Regions from separate parts of the Mus musculus genome. Here region 1 is linked to region 2. The links are chromatin contacts, called in public Hi-C maps. All regions are on one chromosome and are shown on one strand. The core of a region is the stretch at or near the end of the contact, and the rest is flanking DNA. Distances in the headings are between cores, read along the strand shown.

Region 1 (7,555 bases), core at 672-3,171, 720 kb after region 2:
ATTCTGTCATGGGCTCTGGCTAATGAAGGCTGTGGCTAATTATGCTAACCAAGTCTGTCTAGAACATTCTTTCTTGTAGTTATCTCCTTCACTAGTGCACAGCGCAAGATGGAGGCATCATGGTCATGGGTCCTCTTATTTTATCCCCACCCCCAAGGAGAATCCTGAAATATTAGGATGCATTTCGTTGCGGGGGAGGGCAGACTTGTACAATTATCAGCATTCTTTGTAGTCAAGAGTCAGAAAGCCCAGCTTAACTTGGGCTAAGGATGCTTATATATTCTTTCTGAAGGGCCAACAGTGGACTTCTCTGAATTAACCTGGAAACAGGTCATCTGGAGGAAGGGCACGTGAATTTGCTAATGGGTGTGTGTGTGGAGAGCAACGTGATTCACTCACGAGACCTAAGGGAGGGCCGCGTGGTTGAAGCTGAAAAACATCTTTTCCATGTAAGGGAGGTGGGAGCTGTAGGTGGGTTCTCAGGAGCAGGTTTTGTAATGACCTTCAGGGGGGGGGGAGTTGACCCTGAGAGCCTGGGACATCTCCTCTGAGCTGAAAGTGAGGTGTGCGGATTTCGGTCTGTTCCTTTGGCAGAGGCTTTCAAGCTTCCTTGGTAAATGAATTTCAGGAACTGAGGAGCCCAGTGGGCAGACCTGATCCTCAGACAAAGGGGTCAGTCACTTCAGGGAGACCCACCCTCTGCCTTTACTGCTCTCTAGATAGAGGTTGAAAGCCATACTTTCACCACCAACTGGGGGCGAGTGGGTAAGTGCACGTGTGTGTACAGATGCACACGCATGTGTTTGTGTTCACACAGAGCCCAGGGATAAACCTCGGCTTTTATTTTTCAGGCATCCTTTATTTTATTATTTTATCATTTTATTTTATTTTATTTTATCTTACTTTATTTTATTTTATTTCATTTTTGAGACAGGCTCTCTCTGTGGCCTGGAGTTTGCCATTTGGCTGGGCTGTTTTACATTTATGATCTGAGCTATCTCTCTAGCTTGGGGCATCTTTGTTCTAAGCCACAACACTGGTGAAAGGAGCCTTTATCAGTCTTTGACTTGAGGGATGAGGAGGTGACATTGGACTCAGGATTTGCCTGCTCTTTCCTTCATTCTGGTTTTAATCGCAAAAGACTCTGCTTCATGGAAGTGGACCCGACTACATTCTACACCTTCCTGTCCTTGTGGTCCAAACTAATGGTGCTGAATTGAGGAGCTATAAGAATCTCCAGAAAGTGGAAAAAGTAGAGCACAGAGAAGCAGGCTTTGTGGTTTGAATGTGAAGTGTCGTCCACAGGCTCCGGTACCCCAACATTCAGCCCCCTATTGGTGATGTCATTGGGGGAGGCTGTGAAACCCCTCTCTGCCTCAGACAGCAGACACAATGTCACCAGCCAACCTCACACTGTTGCTACACGACTCTTCCACCATGGTGGACTGTGCCACTCTAAACAAACCATGATCAAAACAAACTCTTCCTCAAAGTCCTACTTTGATTCTCTCTGTCACTATGGCAAACATCACCACCAGAACCAACCTGGGGAGGAGGGGGCTTATTTCATCTTACAAGTTAGAGTCCATAACCAGGGGAAGTCAGGGCAGGAGCTCAGATAGGAACCTGGAGGCAGAAACTTATACAGAGGCCACGAAGGAGCTCATCTTACTGACTAGATTCCCATGGCTTGCTTTGCTACCTTTTTATACAGCCCACCTGCATAGGGACAGCAATGCCCAGAGTGGGCTTTGCCCTCCCATATCAATTAGTAAATAATAGAATACCTCACAAATGTGGCCACAGACCAATCTGGTGGAGGCAGTTTCTCAGTCGAGGTTTCTTCTTCCCAGCAGTATCAAGTTAACACGCGACACTAACCACGACCCTCTCTTAAGTTGTTTCTTGTGCTTAGTTGCAGTGACAAGAGTCAAAACAGACAGCATAGTATCCTATCTCTGACTCCTACGAGGCATGTGTTGTCCTGCCCTAAGCAAGCCCTTCCACTGTGGGCAGGGCTAACCCTCCACAGGTCTTCCCCACCATGATGGTCTAAACCATCCCTGGAACCACAAGCCAAAATCGACTCTCTGTCCTAGGTTTCTGTGACATATTTCTGTCACAGCCATGAGACGTGTAATGAGCCACAGCCTAGGTTCAGAGCATCAGGAAGGGAAGGAATGATATTTCCCACCAAAGACTCTATAGCCTTATCAACATCAGATCAAGAGCCCATTTCTGGGCATTTACCATGGCTAGAGAGGTTAGAATAGCTGCTCCTGGACTTCAATGTTCTGCTTGTCATGTGGACAGAGAAGGCTTAGTCCCCCGAGTCCTGTGGAGCGAGCCCCACTCCATAAGAAAATCCAAACCCGGGTGCCATGAATGAGAGCAAGAGCAGCAGGCACTGGGGAAAGAGAGACAGAGATGCCTCCTGCTCAGTCTCATTAATACCGAGGAAGCTAAAACTTGACTTCCATTCTGTTAGAAAGTTTCACCATGCCTTACAAATGAAAACTTTTAAATGAATTTTCAAATGGCTCCAAGCCTGCCCATCTTGGGCTTTAAGACTTTGGAGAACACTGGTGGGAAATTTTGTTATCGTTCTCTTAAATGCATGCAAATTTGTACCTTTTGGCTCCCTCTCTGAAGAAACATGACAATTTGGAGCCTGAATTAGTCCTGAAGAGAAGCTGGTCCCCGAATGCCTTCTGTGGCCGCACCTGGGCGCTTCAGCACAGCTAAGCAACACGGGCATTCAGCACCCGGCAAGGCTGAGCCAGGCTGACTGCACAGCCGTTAAACCCACGGCAGGAAAAGTGTTTAAACTTTAATTAATCAGTCAATAAGGAAAATTGAGCTCTGTAGCACCAGCGAAGCCTGCACCCCGCTCACTGCCCCACCCTGTTCCATGTACATACTCTACACACACACACATCCCACACACGGATAATTCAATGAAGATGCGTTTCCTATAGGAACAGCTTGTGTTTGGGATACCATTAAGAATTTAATCAACAAAATAATTGGACTTTTTCCTGGAATTTCATGCAAGTGAACACTGACAATCCAACCTCAGTGGTTGTGATGGCAAGTCTCATGTCAGACCGAAAGGGCACCTGAAAAATAAAAAGGCAAAAGATACCACCGTGTTACCCTGACTTCACAAGGCGGGTTGACCTCTGGCAGCATGTCCAGCCTGGCTTCAGAATAGCTTTCGTTTACCTTGCATGACAGGATGATTTAATTCAACAGATATTTCTGACTGCTTCTTAAAGGTAGAGCATCATACTGGATAGAACCTAGTACAGGCTAGGGAAGCCCTGTGTATGGCTAATCTGGGGTCTTAGCCTGTGCTTTCTTCAAGAAGACACAGTGAAGCATGATGATATAAAGTCAGACACAGCAAGTGGCGGTGGCAGTTGGCATTCTGCTGCTACGGCAGAGCACCTGGGATAATCAGATAAAAGGAAGAAACATTTGCCTTGGTGACTGATGGTTTCAGAGGTTTGAGCCCGCTGCCCCTTGGCCCTGTTGCCTTTGGGCCCACAGGGAAGTGGTAAGTCACATCGGGAGCATATGTTGTGGTAAAGCTGCTCACGTCGTGATGGCCAGGAAGCAAAGCCAGAGACAGGAAGAGGACACGGTACCAATATTCCCATCATTGGCATACCCGTGTGACTTAACTTTCTTCTAGTAAGCCCTACTTCTAAGATACCACCAGCTCCCAAAAGCACTAGAGGCCAGCAGTGAAGCCTTTAGCATGTGATATCTTTGAATAACAAGGACTTCGGGTGTGTGTGATAGGCTAGAAAATTCAATCCAGGCCAGAGAGAAATCAGAATGATCCATGCCTTGCAAGCATAGGTGTGACCCAGCCTACTCATCTCAAATAACGCTGCACCGATCTCCCGTCTCCCCCTCTTCTTCCTCCTCATCTCTCTTCCCCCTCCTCTTCTCCTTCATCTCCCTTACCCTCCTCCTCCCTTTTCTCTTCCTCTCTCTCCTCTTCTGTCGGGTGTTCAGTCTCTCACAGGGGCGAGGAGCCCCACGATATGTCACTCTCGGCTTTGTCACCTGAAGAAGACAGCTCAGATGCTCGAGACTGCTTCAATCATTGTCTACCCATCAATCTTGTCTCCACACCATCATTTGGGTGGCTCTGCTTTGAGCTTGCTCCAATTTGTCTGCATCTTCCTGGGACTGAGTGGTCAGAAAGCACAACTGGGTTCCCATTCGGGAAGCTGGCTTTGTCCACGAGACTCTCTGCAGGGCTGTGGCAGAGATCACAGCAGCAGTCAGTCAGGCTCCAGTTCCAAAGAAGCCATTTCTTGCTGGTCCAGAGCAGACCTGTTTGGTATTTTTAGCCTCTGATGGTCAGGCTGCGGTATTAGAAAGTATTCCAGAAAATCCCATAGCTGGCAATGTGCAGGTGTAATGGTAGATGAGTGTCCTCGTGTCCACCTTGTGCGACTGTTTCCTCCTTCAGGAGAGGCAGAATGGGGGAGGGACACCTGCCTGGACCACCTGCCTACACTGAGTGGCAGTCAGCCACCTGCAGCCTTTCGCGTGAGCACCCTCTGCTGGCTGGATGCACTGCTGGCTGGCACGCTGGGAGCCAAACCTATCTCTCACCCAAACCATTCTCTGACTCTAGCCAGGGGAGACATTGTTCCCATTTTAAAGACTAGGTTACTGAGGCTACATACGGCCACTGAGGGTTAGAGAATAGGAAGGGAGCAGCATTGCCCATAATAATACCCAAATGGACGCCCCCATCTGGCTTTAGAGTTCCCAGGTCCTGGGGCCTGAAAGTTTAATGGCAGGAAAACAAGACCAAGTGTGCAGAGCCAGGGTTGTATCAGGAGTGGGGACAGTGGTTGGCCCCCAACACTGCTTGGATGGGAAGCGGTGGCTTTCAGCTCTGCCATGCCACAGCACACTTCTCGGGCCACAGGCCCCCTGCTCACTTGTACAGGAAGCTCTGATTCATGTCCCTCAGGTAAGGCTCACAGAATCTTGTGGGATTAGTACTGTCTTCCTCCTTACCCCTGCAGGCCAACAGTGGTAGTAGCAGTTGCTGCCATTGCAGTAATAAACTTTAAAGTCTGAGGCTGAAGGAAGTTACAGTATAAATTCACACTGAAAAGGAGGCAGGCTTGAATGCTGGTTGTCTCCAGCAGACCACCATCTTCCCTCAGGATCAGGGAGATACCGTTCCTTCCCTTTATGGGAAAATAAAGAGGGAAAAGGCTCATGTGCACGCGGCCCTGTGAGGATGGCTCCCTTCAGGTCCTCTCATGATGCAGAGCGGCCTTTTGTTCTGTATATACTGTGCTTTCTAGATACTGTGTCTATAGGTTCAGGGCCTCTGAGATGTGCATAGGGCTCGTGCTTTGTGTAGCTCTCAAGCCAGTGTGTGTGTGTGTGTGTGTGTGTGTGTGTGTGTGTGTGTGTGTATAGGTGGATGGGTGGGTATGTGTGTGTGTATGTGTGTGTCTGAGTATGTGTATCTGTGTGTGTTTCTATGTGTGTGTGTATGTGTCTAACTATGTGTAGCTGTGTGTGTGTGTGTCTATGTATGTGTCTTCTGTGTGTGTATATCTGTATCTGTGTCTGTGTGTGTGTGTGTATGTATCTGAGTATGTGTATCTGTGCATGTGTGTGTGTGTGTGTGTGTGTCTATGTATGTGTCTTCTGTGTGTGTATGTCTGTATCTGTGTCTGTGTGTGTGTGTATGTGTCTGAGTACGTGTATCTGTGCATGTGTGTGTGTGTGTATGTGTGTATCTGTGTGTGTTGGGTATAGGTGGTATAGTGGGTATGGGTGGGTATATGTATGTGTGCTCATTCAGCCCTCTCAATTATAACTAAAATTGAGAAACAGGGAATGCAGAGATGTATTAAGATCAAACTTTAGGGCAGTTGGTAAAGCGGTGGTTGAGTGTGGTCCGGAGACTTGGTTTGGCGCCCATAAAGCGTTATGTCCTAGCTGGAGACATAGCCAGCTCTTAAAGCTCATAAAGCGCTTGCCTTGCAAGTATTAGGACGTGAGTTCCAATCCCCATAGCCTGCGTGTATGCTGGGGAAATGGCTCACGGCCATGTAAACATGGAGACCAGAGATTAGTCCCCAGCACCCACTTAAATGCTGGGCACTGCAGCCTATGACGACTCAATAATCCCTGTGCTCAGGAGACCTCTGGCCATCACCCACACAAACACACGCACACATACACACACACACACACACACACACACACACACACACACACACACACACACGAACCTATACACAGCTAAACATGGCTGCATGAATAAGCACACATATACACACTTTTCTAAAAATCTAGGTGAGTAACAATATGACAGTATTCATAATAAAATAAGCATGGTTAACAGCTGACAGTCATGAGCTTATGCCAAAATACCCAAATTCTCGTTTCCTATTGTAAAAATCCCAAACTCAGCCACATTAGCTCAGTTTATACAAGGCAGGGTTTGCTGGACTCAGGGTGTGGCTCCATCTTTCCCACAGGGCAGGTCCCCAGACATCTTCTTCAGCACCTCCTCTTTTGCATCCACTTTTTCTGATGCATCCTCGAGCCCACAGATTGCCAATCATGTATACCATGCATCAATCTCTCCTTCAAGAAAATGACCTGAGCGCTGTGGCACAAGTGTGTAACCCTGGAGGCTAAGGCGGGAGAATCATAAATCCTAAGCCTGCCTGAGCTATGGAACAAGACCTTGTCTCCAAAGGCCAACATATAAAAGAAAGGGAAGAGAAAAAGAAAACGAGCTGTGTCTTGTCAAAACTGAGAAGACCGGTTAAGAAGTGTCAATCAAACAAGTGAAGGCCACCTACAGTAAACAGGAGAGGAAGACCTTCCTAGTTCCCTCCCGCTGGGCACCCGAGTCCTCTCCTGCCCCAGTTTGGACACTGTCCCAAGACAGTCTGGTGTACATTTGTCTCTGATATGGGATTGCTGGTGTGAACTTCACTCTAACACATTGTCAAACTCAAGGCGAGATTTGGGAAGGAGAGCCACAGCTTGCCCTGCCCAGGCCCCACAGCGAGCAGCAGTTTCCCAGGGAAGCCGTCTGTCATGAGGGAAGCTTCCTCTGCATCAACAGAAGGCCAATGTTCCATCTCCCCACTGGCCCAACATTTCCAAGTAAATACAAACCTATTTAAATTGCTGAGTCCAGCCTGCCAAAAGCTAGTGTCTCCTCCATACATGTCTGTATTCTCCCCCTCTAAGTTGTGTGTGTGTGTGCATGCACAGGCATGTGTGTGTGTTCAAGTCCTCCAAGCCAAGCTGGGGGGGGGGGGTCGGGGGGGGTGGACTTGAACTTGACCCAAGTTTATTAGATGGACACCTCTGATCTGCTTATTGATCTGCTTATGACTTTTGTTCTTATTTATCCATTATTTGTTCATTTTTGTTGTGATTTTATGTATGTGAGTCTTATACTTGCATATGTGTATGTCCACCATGACCCCTCAGAGGCCAGAAGAGGGGGCTGGATCCTCTGGAACTGGAGTTACAGCCA
Region 2 (7,520 bases), core at 3,128-5,627:
TAATTTCCCAGAGTCCTTAAACAAACTTAGAATATTTTAAAGGCTCTCTGTAACTAATTTTGTTGGTTGTTTCCAGAGTCTCCCTATTAGAAGCATGGCCTCATCTTTTTAAACCACTGTGTGTGTTTGCATGTGTGTGAGTGGGTGAGCGTGTGAGTATGTGTGAATATGTGAATGTGTGTACATGTATGTGTGTGAAAGAGTGTGTATGCATCTGTGAGTGTGTGCATGTGAGTGTGTGTGACTGTATGAGTGTGCATCTGAGTGTGAGTGCATGCATGTGTGTGTGTGAGTATGTGTGAGACTGTGTGAGTGTGTGTGTGCATGTGAGTATGTGTGACTGTGTGAGTGTGTTGTGAGTATGAGTGTGTGAGCATGTGTGAGTGTGAATGTTTGTATATGTACGTGTGTGAAAGAGTGTATATGCATGTGTGAGTGTGTGTATGAGAAAGTGTCCATGTGTGAGAGTGTGTGCATGTGTATAGTGTGTAGTGTGTGTGAGCACATGCGAGTGTGTGAATGGGTGTGCATGTATGAGTATATGAGAGAGTGTGTATGCATGTGTGAGTGTGTGTGTGTGTGAGAGAGTGAGTCTCTCTCTCTCTCTCTCACACACACACACACACACACACACACACACACACACACACCTATCTTTAGGATTGTATGGAACAGTTTTAGCATGTCTTCAGAGCAGCGGTCTTGTGAGTTTAATTTATGCTTGAATTGACAAGGAATAATTTTTTTGTTCACTTTTCTCAATCTTCTTCACATCTCATTTCACAATAGTTGGGGTCAGATAGAGTTGACCACTTTTTTTTCCCATTTTTAATGAGTGTTCTTTTCTTTTGTGAATTGCCCGTTTATCGTCTTCACTTAGTCTCCGAAGGCACGTCTTCTATGTTTTGCTTTTCTCTAGTTCTCCTCTTGATGTTTGTGAGACAGGGTCTCAAAATTTAGAACCCATCTGGTTAATATACTAAACTTCTCCTTTCAGTCAGCCCCCTTGAAGTTTCTAGAAAATTCTCATGTAATCTGCTGATGCTTTTGTCTTATACCTTCCAACAGGTATTGCCCTTGTTTGGGTGAAGAACTGATTATAGCGGGAGATGGAGCAGGGGACATATCAAGAGCGTATGACAGCATATGACAGAAGACACAGCGTGTTCCTAGGAGGAGGCCCTGGAGGGCCTGTAGTCTGTGTGGGAGACTGAGATAGACCCTAGGAAGACCTTCTGGGAGACAGGAGAGGGAGGATAAAGCAAAAACGCAGTAAGCTTAACTGCTGTTGAAAAGCATAAAAATAACACGTCCTCCTCTCATTTTAAATGTTCCAATGAATTTCTCTTTGAGCTTTCATGTATAGGTGGAAGTGAGATTAACTTTCTAACTCTTGGTGTGGATGGATTTAAACTTGATTTCTAGAGTGGACTTAGGGTTAAGGAAAGGCTGGACGAGGGACCGGAGAGACGGCTCAGCCCTTACAAACGCTTGCTGCTTTTGTAGAGGACAGGGTTCACCGACCAGCACACACATCAGGTAGGTCACAGTCATGGGTAACTCCAGTTCCAGATATCCCATGTCCTCTTGGCCTCTGAGGACACCAGGGCACACTGGTGCACATAGAGACAGGAAGGCACTCACATAACACATTTATAGAATCTACTTTTTCTGTTTCTTCCTGGTTTTGGTTTTGGCTGTTGTTTTGAGCCGGTCTCACACTAAATCTCATGCATAGACAGTCTAGAACTTTATATGTAGTTCTGACTGGCCTCAAACTCATAGTGATCCTCCTGCCTCAGCCTCTTGGGTGCCATCGTGTCCAGCTCAAAGTCCAGTTTTGAAAGGTTTATTAAAAAACAACAGGCATTCCTCCCATAGAAGATTTGAAATGGAGCAGGCATGGTAAGCCCCGGGGGGAGAGAACCACTTGGTGTGGGCAGAGGGACCTAGTGGCTTTAAGCCTATACTCCTGGTTCTGCTGTGAGCTCTTTTCCACGTGCTGTGAGGGATGAAGTTCTTCTCGCCGTGGGCCGAGCTGTCATGGAAGGCTCTTAGGAGAATGGCCCCAGCACTGACTGACGGGTTCCTTTAACTCCTAGTAACTTTTAAAAATTGTGTGAATATGTACGTAATATAAAATAAAACTTGCCATATCTATAGTCATCTCAGCCTGGTCTGGAACTCATTATTAGTTCTGGCTAGCCCCGAACTCTCAGTGACTCTCCTGTCTTTGCAGGTCCAGTATTGGGTTTGCAGGCGTGAGCTACCATGCCTGGCTCAGAATTTCCATTGTTTTTGTGTGTGAGTGCATGCATGCGTGCGTGCGTGCGTGCGTGCGTGCGTGCGTGCGTGCGTGCGTGCGTGCGTGCGTGCGTGCGTGCGTGTGTGTGTGTGTGTGTGTGTGTGTGTATAGGGTATAACATAAATCAAGTGATTGTGAAAGCCAGAGGGAACTGGAGCCCCTGGACCTGGAGTTTCAGGACTTTCTGAGCCTCCTTAAGTAGATGCTGAGAACTGAACTGTAGTCCCCTGGAAGAGCAGCCAGTGCTGTCAACCACAGGTCAGAATTTCTTAATGTAAACCATTTCCCTAAGTTTGACTTCAAGCTTGAGATAATTGTGTGTTGAACTATACATTTTAATTAATATTCAATCTCACCACATCACTGGCATATTCTTAGAATTTATTTTGTGTCTGGTCAATTTATTAAACCTTTATTTCTGTCTTTTTAAAACAAATCCCTTGACTTTCCTAGAAAATTATCATAGAATCCTCCAATACTTATGTCTTGAACATTTCAATAATTGTGTGTCAAATTATTTCTTAATACAACTTTATCAATCACATTCTTCAGGAAAGACATTCAATAGTGTTGGCCAACAATGCTTTTAATTTTGTCTTTATTTTTGGATTTTTATGGAACTGTTGTTAAGATTTTATAAGTCTGATTTTATGTGGTGATTTGAAAGAGATATCTTTCGCTTTATTTTGGAAGTTAACTTTCATCTTAAGTTTATTAAGAATGTGTTATGATCCACTGATAAATTTCTCCTGGACTGCCTGTCACTGCTTTTTAGATTAACATGATAAAGACTGCAGCTTTCTTCTGGTTGATGTTTGTATTTTAAAGTTCATTCGCTGGAGCTATGGTGCTAGTAATTTTTAGAAAGTGATCCGTTTTGTTTTAAATGTGAAACCTCACATGTAAATTGCTCACCGACTGTCTTATGCCTGTGGAGGATCCAGCAGGCGCTGTGAACAGCTCCGACCTAGTCTTCTCCTTGATGGACTTAACAGGCCAGGGAGGAAGCCAGAGGAAAGTGAGGTTGTAAGAATTCTGGGAAGTGTTTTAGTTGGTCAGGATTCTCTGCCGCAGAACAAAGCTTCAATTTCCTCTCTGCATTTATGCGACGTATATGAAATGTGTGTATGTTTGTGCATAGATGCGATGTATATATATGTGCATATATGAATGTGTGTAAGTATGCGTGTGTGATATGTGTGAGAGAGAGAGAGAGTGTGTGTGTATATCAATGTGTGCAGGTGGACCTGAACATGTGTATGTGAGCGTGTCTGTGGGGGTCAGAGGTCGACTTGGATATCTTTCCTCAGGTGCTGTCCACTTTTATTTTTGAGACAGTGTCTGTCAGCAACCTGAAGCTTGCCACATGGTTTCCTGTGTCAGGCTACTGGGTCCTAGGGGTCATTCTGATTCTGCCTTATAAACACGGCGACCTGAGTTTCATCCCCAGTGTTTACATTAAAAAATAATCCTCCTGTAACGGTGCATGCATGTAACTGGAGTGCTGGAAATCAGGAGACAGGAGGACACACACACACACGCACGCACGCGTGCGCGCGCGCGCACACACACACACACACACACACACACACACACACACATCCCTCTGTTCCCCTACACAATCAGGAGACAGCATCATATATTATAAATTTAGGAATTAATTGTTGAAAGAAAAAAAATCTCCCCTTTAAAAGCTGACTAGTGTTTGTCTTTGTGTGTTTGTGTTGTATGTGTGTGTGTGTGTGTGTGTGTGTGTGTGTCTGAGAAGATAATCTTGGTTAGTGGTCCTCATCCCTGCCTTGTTTGAGATGGGCTTCTTGTTCACTGCTGGGTAGGCCAGCCTAGCTGGCCTGTGAAATTCCAGGAATTCTCCTTGCCCACTATAGAAGTACTGGGCGAGTGCACACATGCGCACATGGACACACACACACACACACACTGCTGCGTCCAGCTTTGTGTGGGTCCTGGAGGTGAGGACTCAGGTCTTCCTGCTTGCAAGGCAAACATCTTTACCACTGAAAGCTGCCTCCCCAGCCCCAGAGCCGGCTGTTAGTGCTAGTCTAGGGCCTAGAAGACTGTGCCGAGTATCCCGGGGTATCCCAGGAAGAAACCTGGGTCCTCGCTTTTCAGAAACCAGGCCAAGTATAAACATTCTCCAGGTGGCAGAAATTCAAGTTTCTGGGTGATAAAAATCAAATCAAAAACAAATAAGGGTCACTTCCAGTATGGGAGTCTTCATACTGGGCCACAGAGCCACGAGTAAAAGAATTTCTGATGGAAGAGTTTGGCGGAAGGACTGAGGGAGCGGGAGGGGTCGAGGACACCACAAGAAGATCTACAGAGTAAACTAAGCTGGGCCCCTGGGGGGCTCCCAGAGACTGAACCACCAACCAGAGAGCATGCAGGGCTGGGCCTAGCTTATGTAGCAGGGGTGCAGCTTGGTCTTCACCCGAGTCCCCTAACAATGGGAGTGGGGACTGTTTCTGACTCTGTTGCCTGCCTTTGGATCCTTTTCCCTTAGTGAGGCTGCCTTGTCTGGCCTCAGTGGGGAAAGATGCTCTTAGTCCTGCTGTGATTTAATGTGCCAGGGTGGGGTGGTACTCAGAGAAGGGAAGAGAAGGAGGAGGGAGCACGGTGGGACTGGGAGGGGAGGAGGGACGGGGAGTGCAGCCAGGCTGTAAAGTGAATAAATAAATAAACTAAAGGAAATATATAAAAAAGAATTTCTTTGGACATTTCATATATGTGTACAAAGTATTTTGATTATATTCATTTACCACCATGCCTCCTCCCCCCCCACCCCGTGTCCTCTGATCCTGTCTGTCTCCTAACATAGCATCCTTGATTTCTTTTTGGGTTATATATTTAAGGTGTATTTTGTTCTTAGTTTTGGGCATGGGCGTGTCTGTGCAGGGCCATGTGCGTGCCAATGCAGGTGCCCGCAGCGGCCAGCAGAGGGCATCAGCTCATCTGAAGCTGGAGTTAGTGGTTGTGAGCAGCCTGATTTGGGTGCTAGGAACTGAATTCTGTTCTCTGCAAGAGCAGCAATCGTTGTTAACCACTGGGTCACCTTTCCAGGCTCCCCTTTGGTTACTAATGAACCCCCAAATTCTATTAGTGGTTTCCATAAACACTTGGGTGTAGGACCATCCACTGGGGCACGGGGAGACGACCAAGCCAGTGACAGTCATCACGTGCCAATAGTTTCTCTGCTGAGGGTGGAGCCTTGTCTGCCTATCCTTCGTTTATGCTGGAATTTGCACTGGTTTGAATTTGTGAAGGTAGGCACCAGCCTTCTTTCCCCCACTTCCCAATGAGGGAAAGGACTTATTGCTTTTTACCATCCCTGGCTAGTGAGCCACCCTGTCCGTGTGATTCAGTAACGCACATCTGGGCAGAGCAATCCGTTGCAAATGCCTTTCCCCAAGCACCTGTTTCCTGTAAATAAAGGAGGTTCTCACAAACACAGCACGGCCACAGCACCCTGTCAACTCGCATCCCTCCACAGACACAGACAGGATCGTCTTTGAGAAAAAGATGAGCTGTCTCCAGATGTCCCCTCCCTAGAACAGCGCCTTAAAAACAGAAATGGGTTTCAAAGATTATGAATGTGTCACAGAAAAACTCGGTAAGGTCTCGCAGCTGGTCACAAAGCCAGCGACACGGAAATCACTTCTCGATGTTGGGAGGAAGGCTGCCTGAAGCCCGCAGGGTAAGAAGGGGAGGGCTGTGCACACCTGCTCCATTGCTGATGTGCTGTGCTGTGCCTGCAGACGTTCCTGCACACATCACCGTGAAGGAACTACCAGTCTCTCTGGGATGATAATACCATATGAGCTTCGGTCACAGATGAAACATGGCCAGGGTTATATCCATGACTGGGTTGGTCTGACTACAGAATAACATCATCCATTCTTATATAAACATCATAGCCTCATGAAGTATGTGCATACAGACCCACGAGGCTTTAAATGGCAACGCAGATCAAGGGTGCGGCTTACAACTGTTGATTAATTAACAGGCAAACGCTGTGATTTGAATAAGAAATTATGGCTTCCAGTTTAGTGTTTTTAGGGGTTCCTGAGTGGGTCCCTAGTTCTCGTGCTTTCTCTTGGGCCCTTTTCCTTCTGTTTGTTTGTCTTCTCCAATTTCAGTGGCTAGTTCCTGTTTTATCTTACTACATTTTATTTTGTTATATTTTAAATGAAAACCCAGCCACTAGGGTAAAGGTTAACAACTGAGCTGTCACGTACACCTGCTGGAGAGGGGAAAATCAGTTTTCTCCAATAGGGTGACACTGGGTAGGTCAACCACTCCAGAACAGGCCTTAAAATCAGAAGTGCTGACCAACATAGAATGGATTCCACAGATGTGTGTGTGTGTGTGTTTATTTCATTACATTTTTTTCTTTTGGCATATGGTTTTATGTTGTTTTCTTGGTTTGGGGGGAATTTATGTTGTATTGGCTTTTTGTTTTTAGAGAAAGAACTTTAAGTTGGGTGGTTAGGGAAGGGGAGAGGAATTATGGAGGGAAATTATGATCAAAGTGTATTTCAATTTAAAATTTGTTTTAAATTATCTATATTTATTCCTATCTATCTATCTATCTATCTATCTATCTATCTATCTATCTATCTATCTATCTATCTATCAGAAATGTCTCCCAGAGACTCATGTATTTGAATGCTTGGTCCTCAGTTCATGGACCTGTTTGAGACTTTTGGAGCCTTTATAGTGTGACACCTTGCTGGAGGAAGTATGCTTTGGGGGTGGGTTTTGAAGTTGCATAACCTCACTGCACTTCCTGTCCTTTCTTTCTTTCTCTTCCCGACTGTGAGGCCAGCTTCATTCTCCTGCTGCCGTGTTTTCTCTGCTGTGATAGACTGTCCCGTTTGTAACCATAAGCCCAAGTGCACCTTTCTTCCCTGTGCCTCTCTTTTTAGAGTATTCTATTTCAGCAAGAAAAAAGAAATCAATCAGGCGTTGAGAGGTTTTTGTGAACTAGATTAACCAAGAAAGAGGCCAGGGCCCTGGGCAGGCACTCAGAAAATTGGGGAACGTGTGGGAGTCAGGGAGAGGACATAGTGATTGTAAGTACACCAGCGTGGTTTCAAACACAAGAAGAGTGAGGATGTGTGGGAACAGAGAGAGTAAGGGCCTGTTTATGTTTACACAACATAGTTCTGACGTGATATCAAGTGTGAGCCCGTTAAAG

Evidence for each region. A called contact is a pair of places that touch in the nucleus more often than the background predicts.
Region 1: a contact with region 2 is called in a Hi-C map of the P5424 cell line, with 2.2 times the contacts expected there. The contact joins two enhancer-like sites. A contact is called at or near these places in 1 of 39 promoter capture datasets (liver) and 8 of 484 Hi-C or Micro-C datasets (B cells, the P5424 cell line and embryonic stem cells).

Annotation. Positions count from the first base shown.
Region 1 is chr2:169,844,715-169,852,269 of GRCm38.p6, forward strand. All of the region lies in intron 1 of Tshz2 (teashirt zinc finger family member 2), which reads left to right. Among named protein-coding and RNA genes, the nearest start is that of AY702102, 110 kb to the right of the region's middle. Within about 2 kb of position 1,922, at least 4 of the 459 cell types and tissues checked have an H3K27ac peak or open chromatin away from gene starts, as enhancers often do. A contact at or near this core is called in the P5424 cell line, where this site is marked.
Region 2 is chr2:169,117,819-169,125,338 of GRCm38.p6, forward strand. No RefSeq gene overlaps it. Among named protein-coding and RNA genes, the nearest start is that of Gm52536, 42 kb to the left of the region's middle. Within about 2 kb of position 4,378, at least 2 of the 459 cell types and tissues checked have an H3K27ac peak or open chromatin away from gene starts, as enhancers often do. A contact at or near this core is called in the P5424 cell line, where this site is marked.